Regions from separate parts of the Salmo salar genome. Here region 2 is linked to region 1. A link is a contact called in public Hi-C data. All regions are on one chromosome and are shown on one strand. Each heading gives the region's core, a stretch centred on a gene start, on an enhancer-like site or on the middle of the called end of the contact. The rest is flanking DNA. Distances are from core to core; before and after follow the strand shown.

Region 1 (3,477 bases), core at 865-3,364:
GGTTGGCCCTGGGTTCCTCCTAATGCAAGACCATGCTAGACCTCATGTGGCTGGAGTGTGTCAGCAGTTCCTGCAAGAGGAAGGCATTGATGCTATGGACTGGCCTGCCCGTTCCCCAGACCTGAATCCAATTGAGCACATCATGTCTCGCTCCATCCACCAACGCCACGTTGCACCACAGACTGTCCAGGAGTTGGCGGATGCTTTAGTCCAGGTCTGGGAGGAGATCCCTCAGGAGACCATCCGCCACCTCATCAGGAGCATGCCCAGGCGTTGTAGGGAGGTCATACAGGCACGTGGAGGCCACACGCACACTACTGAGCCTCATTTTGACTTGTTTTAAGGACATTACATCAAAGTTTGATCAGCCTGTAGTGTGGTTTTCCACTTTAATTTTGAGTGTGACTCCAAATCCAGACCTCCATGGGTTGTTGGATTTCCATTGATTATTTTTGTGTGATTTTGTTGTCAGCACATTCAACTATGTAAAGAAAAGTATTTAATAAGATTATTTATTTCATTCAGATCTAGGATGTGTTGTTTAAGTGTTCCCTTTATTTTTTTGAGCAGTATACACACACACACACACAATATATATATAGAATATATAAGAAAAAGCTGCCAACAAGTGCTCAGCATATGTGGGAACTTCTTCAAGACTGTTGGAAAAACATTCCAGGTGAAGCTGGTTGAGAGAATGCCAAGAGTGTGCAAAGCTGTAATCAAGGCAAAGGATGACTACTTTGAAGAATCTCAAATATAAAATATATTTTGATTTGTTTAACACTTTTTTTTAGTTACTACATGATTCCATATGCGTTTTCATAGTTGTGATGACGTCACTATTATTCTACTATATAGAAAATAAAGAAAAACCCTTGAATGAATAGGTGTGTCCAAACTTTTGACTGGTACTGTAAATCAAAACACAATAATGTTGAAGTTAAGAACCTTGGAAACTAATATTAACATTTATATTTAATTTTACTGATAACAATTGTGTTTATGATTTATTAAGCAATTAAAAGGTGTACATCGGAAACCGCAGTTGGGTCACCTGCTACTGTCCTCCCTTCCACTGGCATACTGTTATTGACATAATTGTGAAAACAGTATTTTCTCTCTCTCATACACTCAAAGTAGAGTAGTGTATAGGTCAGTACAGTAAAGCACACTAGGGTAGAGTAAAGTACAATGTACTGTGCTCTACTGCGATGTCCAAGCACCACATTATTTATGCAGACATCATTGAATCTCAATTCAGAGTAGATATTGAACAGAGTTTTTGGAAAACTTGGTCACATAAAAAGGGCCATTTTACTGTCATTCTGTTACAAAACGTTACATCTGCACTGTTCTTCAAGTATATGGGTTGTTTTATGTGGACATTTTTGAAAGTAGTCCTTACGCATAGAGTTGTATGGTTTGTTTAACTTTGCCAAAAATCGGAGTCTTAGCGTCATTCTGTTACCATGGAATTGCCTATATGCTAATCAATAGAAAGCAATGCCTCATACTATCCCACTGCGCATCTCTTATCATTAAATGATGAGGCCCTCTGATTAGGAGCATGCATTGCTATAGACATGATCCTTCTGCTCCCACCGCGTTTGCTATTGGTCCATCCTCGGATGTTGTATGTCTCCCTCTCTCTGTCACACTGTAGCTAGCTATGGCGTCATATTCCCCATCACGAGAATGATGCAAATACGGCTAGTGAGCACCAAACAGCTGGCTCCCCAGGTAAACACTCACCTGTCCTGGGGAAGGAACACCGGCAGGACCCGTTTCCCTTCAGGGTTATGGTAAAGTCCCCGTGGCGGTGCTGGCGAGGTTAGGGTTGGTTAGGGGTGATACAGCCAAAGGCAGGTTAAACCCGAACAACAACCTTCAAATGAAGCCGAAAGGAGCGTTAGATGTGTGTTGGTCCAGTTCTTATTAGGTAGAAAATAACTATTCTTGTAGTCTCCCGCGCCAGTGTATTGGGCTGTCAGATAGCAATGTCTGTAGATACAGAAAGAGTGTGTATTATGTAGTCTACCGATAGGCACGGGGTTGACTGGACACATAACAGCGCATGCTCAGATAGGCCCTGACGTCAGGCCCTTCCTCTTTGTGCTTACTGCCACGTTCAAGACAACCGGGAACTCAAAAATCTCTGACTTGCGACTTCAGTGCGTTCAAGACAACTGGGAATAAAATGAGGTCAAATCATGACGTCAGTGATCTTCAGGTCGGAAAGTCGGGGCTCTATAAATATGCCCGTGTTTCCGACTATGAATTCCGAGTTGGCTGACCGTTCAAAACGATTTATCCCAGTCGGAGCTCGTTTTTTTTCTGAGTACACAGTTGTCTTGAACAAAACTGAAGTCGGAAGTCGAGATTTCCGAGTTCGCTGGTTTTAGAACGCGGCAAAAGTCAATGTGTTCTGGGCACGCCGGTTCCAGAAGCCTACCCTTCCTCTTTCTCTCAATGTTTCTCCTCCAATCCCCCCCTCTTTCTCAGTGCTCTCGTTTCGATAAGCTTATCCCTGTTTTTATGAACACAAAATGTCGTCTTCCACTTTCTCCCTGGTTCTGTGGATATTTGCACCGTTCCATACTCACATCTAGTGGTATTCTAGGCGTATCGCAGCAACACAGTTCTTCAGGACCCATGCTCCACAAACATAGACATGCTGCCCAAGTATATAACCCAAGTAATAACATATCCAAAACAAGACCAAGAGGGGGGAGGAACACAATAATGGTGTAATGTAGGCCTTCTAAAAAACGGTCTCCAGATTCCATTGTAGACTGAAGTACTGCAATATTGTGTAATCATCTTACTGTTGAAATGTGAACTGTGCCAATATTAACCAGTTTCCTAATAATTAAATTTCTCTATACTGCATGTATGCATGCATGCATGCATGTCTGTCTGTCTGTCTGTCTGCATAGCAGCAGGAATTTGTTTTGAGTAGGGGGTGCTGAGTGCAGGGGGTTGGGGAAAAAAATCCCCTTTATAATAAAGTATTTGCAGGCCAATTCAATTCCTAATGTGATGAGTAACATAAGCATAGGACATGATTCAGTAACAGTAGTCACTGTAGCCTAAAGTAAATTGAAATACATTTGTCAAAAGTATATAATTACTCCCGTCTATACAGAAATAAATAAAATAATTCAAAATACTTCACCAGAGAGCATGACTTAGCCACAGGGGATAATTAGCTTATTTTAAAGCTGTGGATTGTTTCAAATCACATATATATGCCTAATTGGGAATCCCGCAATTTGGGCAGCGGGCTTGGCAATATAGGCCTAGCTGATTATTGAGATGCGGCTGTCAGTAAAAAGCAACACATCTAAAATATGTGTGAAGATGATGTGCCTTTAGTATAATTTGAAATGTTGAGACAAGAAGAAGGGGAGGGATGTGTGGTGAAGATATTGGCACATCTCTCTCCAGAATGCACTCAGCTGTCTCCCACCAATA
Region 2 (3,417 bases), core at 87-2,586, 53 kb before region 1:
AATACAAGTAAAAAGGCCCAGTGCACAACTTCTATTTTTATTATTTTATGTTTTGAAAGAAAAATGTATCTTATTTTTCAGGGGTGCTGCAGCACCTCTAATTCCCGCAGCTATGCTCAGATGACAGAGCTTTTTGGCCTACAGGCAACTTAACTAGAAGCAGCGAATTCTGATTGTGTGAATAATGCAACAAATGTGCTTTTATTACAATAGGTAGGCTAACATATATGAAGCAGACAGACAACTTCTTACAAACAATCTGCGGGACAACAAAAATATTTATCCCTAAGTTGTCTGTCTGACCGCCTGGTCCCAACTACAGCATGAAAAATGCAGAGAACGCCTCAATGATCTGTCGGAATCCGCAGCCCTCTATGGTGCACAATTGCTATGTTTAGGTTAATCCTCTGTGTATGCAAGTGCTGTGTATGCTTCTCTGTGTGATCAGTCCTAACTGCAGGACTAAAGACAGGAGAGTCAGGTCCATAATTATTGATACCCTTGATAAAGATGAGCAAAAAAGACTATAAAATAAATACTGAGCTATATTGTATGCTCAAAATGTAAATTATATTTTACCATAGGTATGAGGTACTTTTCTGCATATTCTTTTTTTCAACGCCAAACCCACCACTGGTGTGCACGGCCTTATAGCTATATTTTCATGTTATCTGACCGTAGAACCGGTTCCAATCCAAGTGCCAATGGCGGTTATCAAACTCCAGGCGGTGCTATGGTCAGATGACATGAAAATAGAGCTCTTTGGCCCACATTTATGGTTCTTCGGTTGAAGGGTTCAGTTGGACACAGCTTAAATTACATCAACCCATTTTTCACAGTAGTCCTATGTGGCTGAACGCCTGGTTTCTCCTTGAGCTGGGAGGAGTGTGTGAGAGCCAGGCAGACAGAGGTCTACCATACCACTGGTCTGTGAGTGTATGTGCAGCTCTTTTCAGGGCTGTAGTCGCTGAAACAGTAAAATACTGCTTAAATTCTCTTGTTTCCGACAGGAATCACCCAAGGCCATGAGACTAGCGGAGAACCTTGTGTGTGTGTGTGTGTGTCCAGTGTGTGTGTGCAGTGATTTCCTGTCAGGGCTGCTGTATCTTGGCCATGAGACTGAGACATGCAAACACAATTACAAACAGATTACCATGACGTGATATGGCATCTAGCAACACATTCATGTGTGGTAATAACCATAGCAACAATGATGAAACCTGGCTGTGGTATTTCTAAAGGATATCATATTTCTAGAGTGAGAGAGAGAGAGTGGGCAAGGGGAGGGAGAGAGAGAGTGGGCAAGGGGAGAGAGAGAGTGGGCAAGGGGAGGGAGAGACAGAGAGGAGAGAACAGAAGGGCATCTCAGGTCACACTGACTCACTGAGTCAAATTTGAACCTCTAACCACAGTGAGGAGAGAAAGAACTGAAAAAGAAAGAGGGAATGAAAAGGAGAAAAAAAGAAAAGGATAGAGTGTTTCCTGTAGAGGGAGAGGTGGCAGAGAGAGAGAAAAAAAATAAAATGGAGTGCTTGTTTGTCCATTCAGTCAATGCTCCTCACCATGTAGCCCTAAACATATCCCTAATGCTAACCACACTGTGTAGAATGTAAAGCTATGGAGATCTTCTCCCACAGTCTGGTTTACTGTTGACACCAAACATTCATGACATACTCAGGCTGCCAACCCAAACGGCTCCCTATATCATAGTGCACTACTTTTGACCAGAGCCATCAGAATATGGTGCCATTTCGGAGGAACCCTCAGACACTTAGAACATTTCAAGTTCACTGGTCAGTCTGGGAAGAGGGGGTGCAGCTCTACAGTTGGCCAAATACACACACACACACACTTTCCTGCCCTGGTGCTAACCCACTCCTTTCCTGTTACCAACAGTACAACTTCTGGCTCATGTGCTTTCAGAAACTGTTGAGTCACATGCACACACACACACTCATTTTGCTACACCTGCAATAAACCTGCTAAAAATGTGTATGTGACCATTAAGATTTGATTTGACATACACACACACTAGAGAATGATAGAGGGATAAAGAGGAATGAAGGAGGAGCAGAAAGGATGGAGGAGTGACTTTTCACAGTCTCTTCACTGTCTATAATGCCTAAATGGTACTTAAAGAGAGAGGAGGGAGAGAGAGGACAGAGGAGAGAGTAGGGGGTGAGAGGCAGAGGGTATAAGGAGAGAGAGAAGGAGAGAACACTAGAGAAAGAGAGAGGTAAAAAAAATTACAAGCCGTAAAGGGGAAAGTGCAGGAGAGAAGATCAATAGCAGAGTATTATGTACCTGTAGCCACAACACTGGCCTACAGTTTCCCTTGTTGCCTGCATCAGCCCTAAACCCATCACTGTGTGTGTGTGTGTGTGTGTGTGTGTGTGTGTGTGTGTGTGTGTGTGTGTGTGTGTGTGTGTGTGTACCTGCAGCCCAGTGTAGTCTGTAGCAGGGTGGTGATTCCCACACAGAAGAAGATAGTTCCTATGAGCTGACTGGTAGCCCACTGGTCAAACCCTACACACATGGCTTCAGCTAGCAGGAATGGCACCGCGATGGTACCACTGAAACATGTCAGGTAGTGCTAGAGTGAGAGAAGAGAGGGTTACATTGTGAAAGTGTGTGTGTGTGCGTGCGACAGTGAAGCAAACCAACTTTCATAAGAGTATGTTTTATAAGAATCAGTGTGAAGGGGAGGGGCTTAGTTACATCAGGAGTGGGGAGACTGTGTTACATCATATGGGTTATAGAAGGGGAAATACGAGGACACTTGAATAAGCAGTGAGATGGCATTTTTTGACCTGGGCATGGCTGCATCTGAACAGTCTGAAGTGGCTTCCACTCCTTGTCTCCTCTTGTTCATCTGCACTAGTAACAAAGGAGAGGTTAAAGCAATAGGGAGGATCCCTATCAGGCATTACCTTTCACCTCTCCAAGTATTTCACATCAGTGCAGATAAAGGAGAGGAGACAAGGAGAGGAAGCCATGTTATTCAGTTGCAGCCTAGGTAATAGAATATCTCTGAGGACACAAGGCAGTTGTCATTATTTGCATATTACATAGCATTATTTGCATATTACACATATATTCAGACAGTCAACTGCATAAAAACCAGTGGCGACCTGTCATTCAGGGCAGGTGGGACAAGCAATAGGCTAACTAAATTCATGGTTATCTCAGTGTCTTTGTGGTCCAGTGGGTACAGCTGCTGACAATGGCACACATATGCCAGAGTAGGCATGGATTTCAATATTTTGAGGAACTAGTACTTTTCTAGTTACTCTCTGTGGGCTGTAGTTGTACTCTCTGTGGGCTGTAGTTGTACTTTCTGAAGAAAGTAACTTACTTTTTACTCCATTACATTTAACCAAATCACTTCGTTACATAGATTTATATTATTATATAATA

The links. Hi-C and Micro-C count contacts between places; a contact is called where the count stands out from the background.
Region 2: a contact with region 1 is called in a Hi-C map of muscle, with 7 times the contacts expected there. The contact joins the enhancer-like site here to the promoter of LOC106585070 in region 1. A contact is called at or near these places in 2 of 3 Hi-C or Micro-C datasets (gill and muscle).

What each region holds. Positions count from the first base shown.
Region 1 is chrssa24:13,619,435-13,622,911 of Ssal_v3.1, reverse strand. It overlaps LOC106585070 (solute carrier family 23 member 2), which reads right to left and starts at 2,114. Exons shown (of 16, transcript XM_045706862.1): 1 at 1,756-2,114.
Region 2 is chrssa24:13,672,195-13,675,611 of Ssal_v3.1, reverse strand. LOC106585070 (solute carrier family 23 member 2) reads right to left here. Exons shown (of 16, transcript XM_045706862.1): 6 at 2,436-2,593. Among protein-coding and RNA genes, the nearest start is that of rasf2, 34 kb to the left of the region's middle. Within about 2 kb of position 1,336, at least 6 of the 13 cell types and tissues checked have an H3K27ac peak or open chromatin away from gene starts, as enhancers often do. A contact at or near this core is called in muscle, where this site is marked.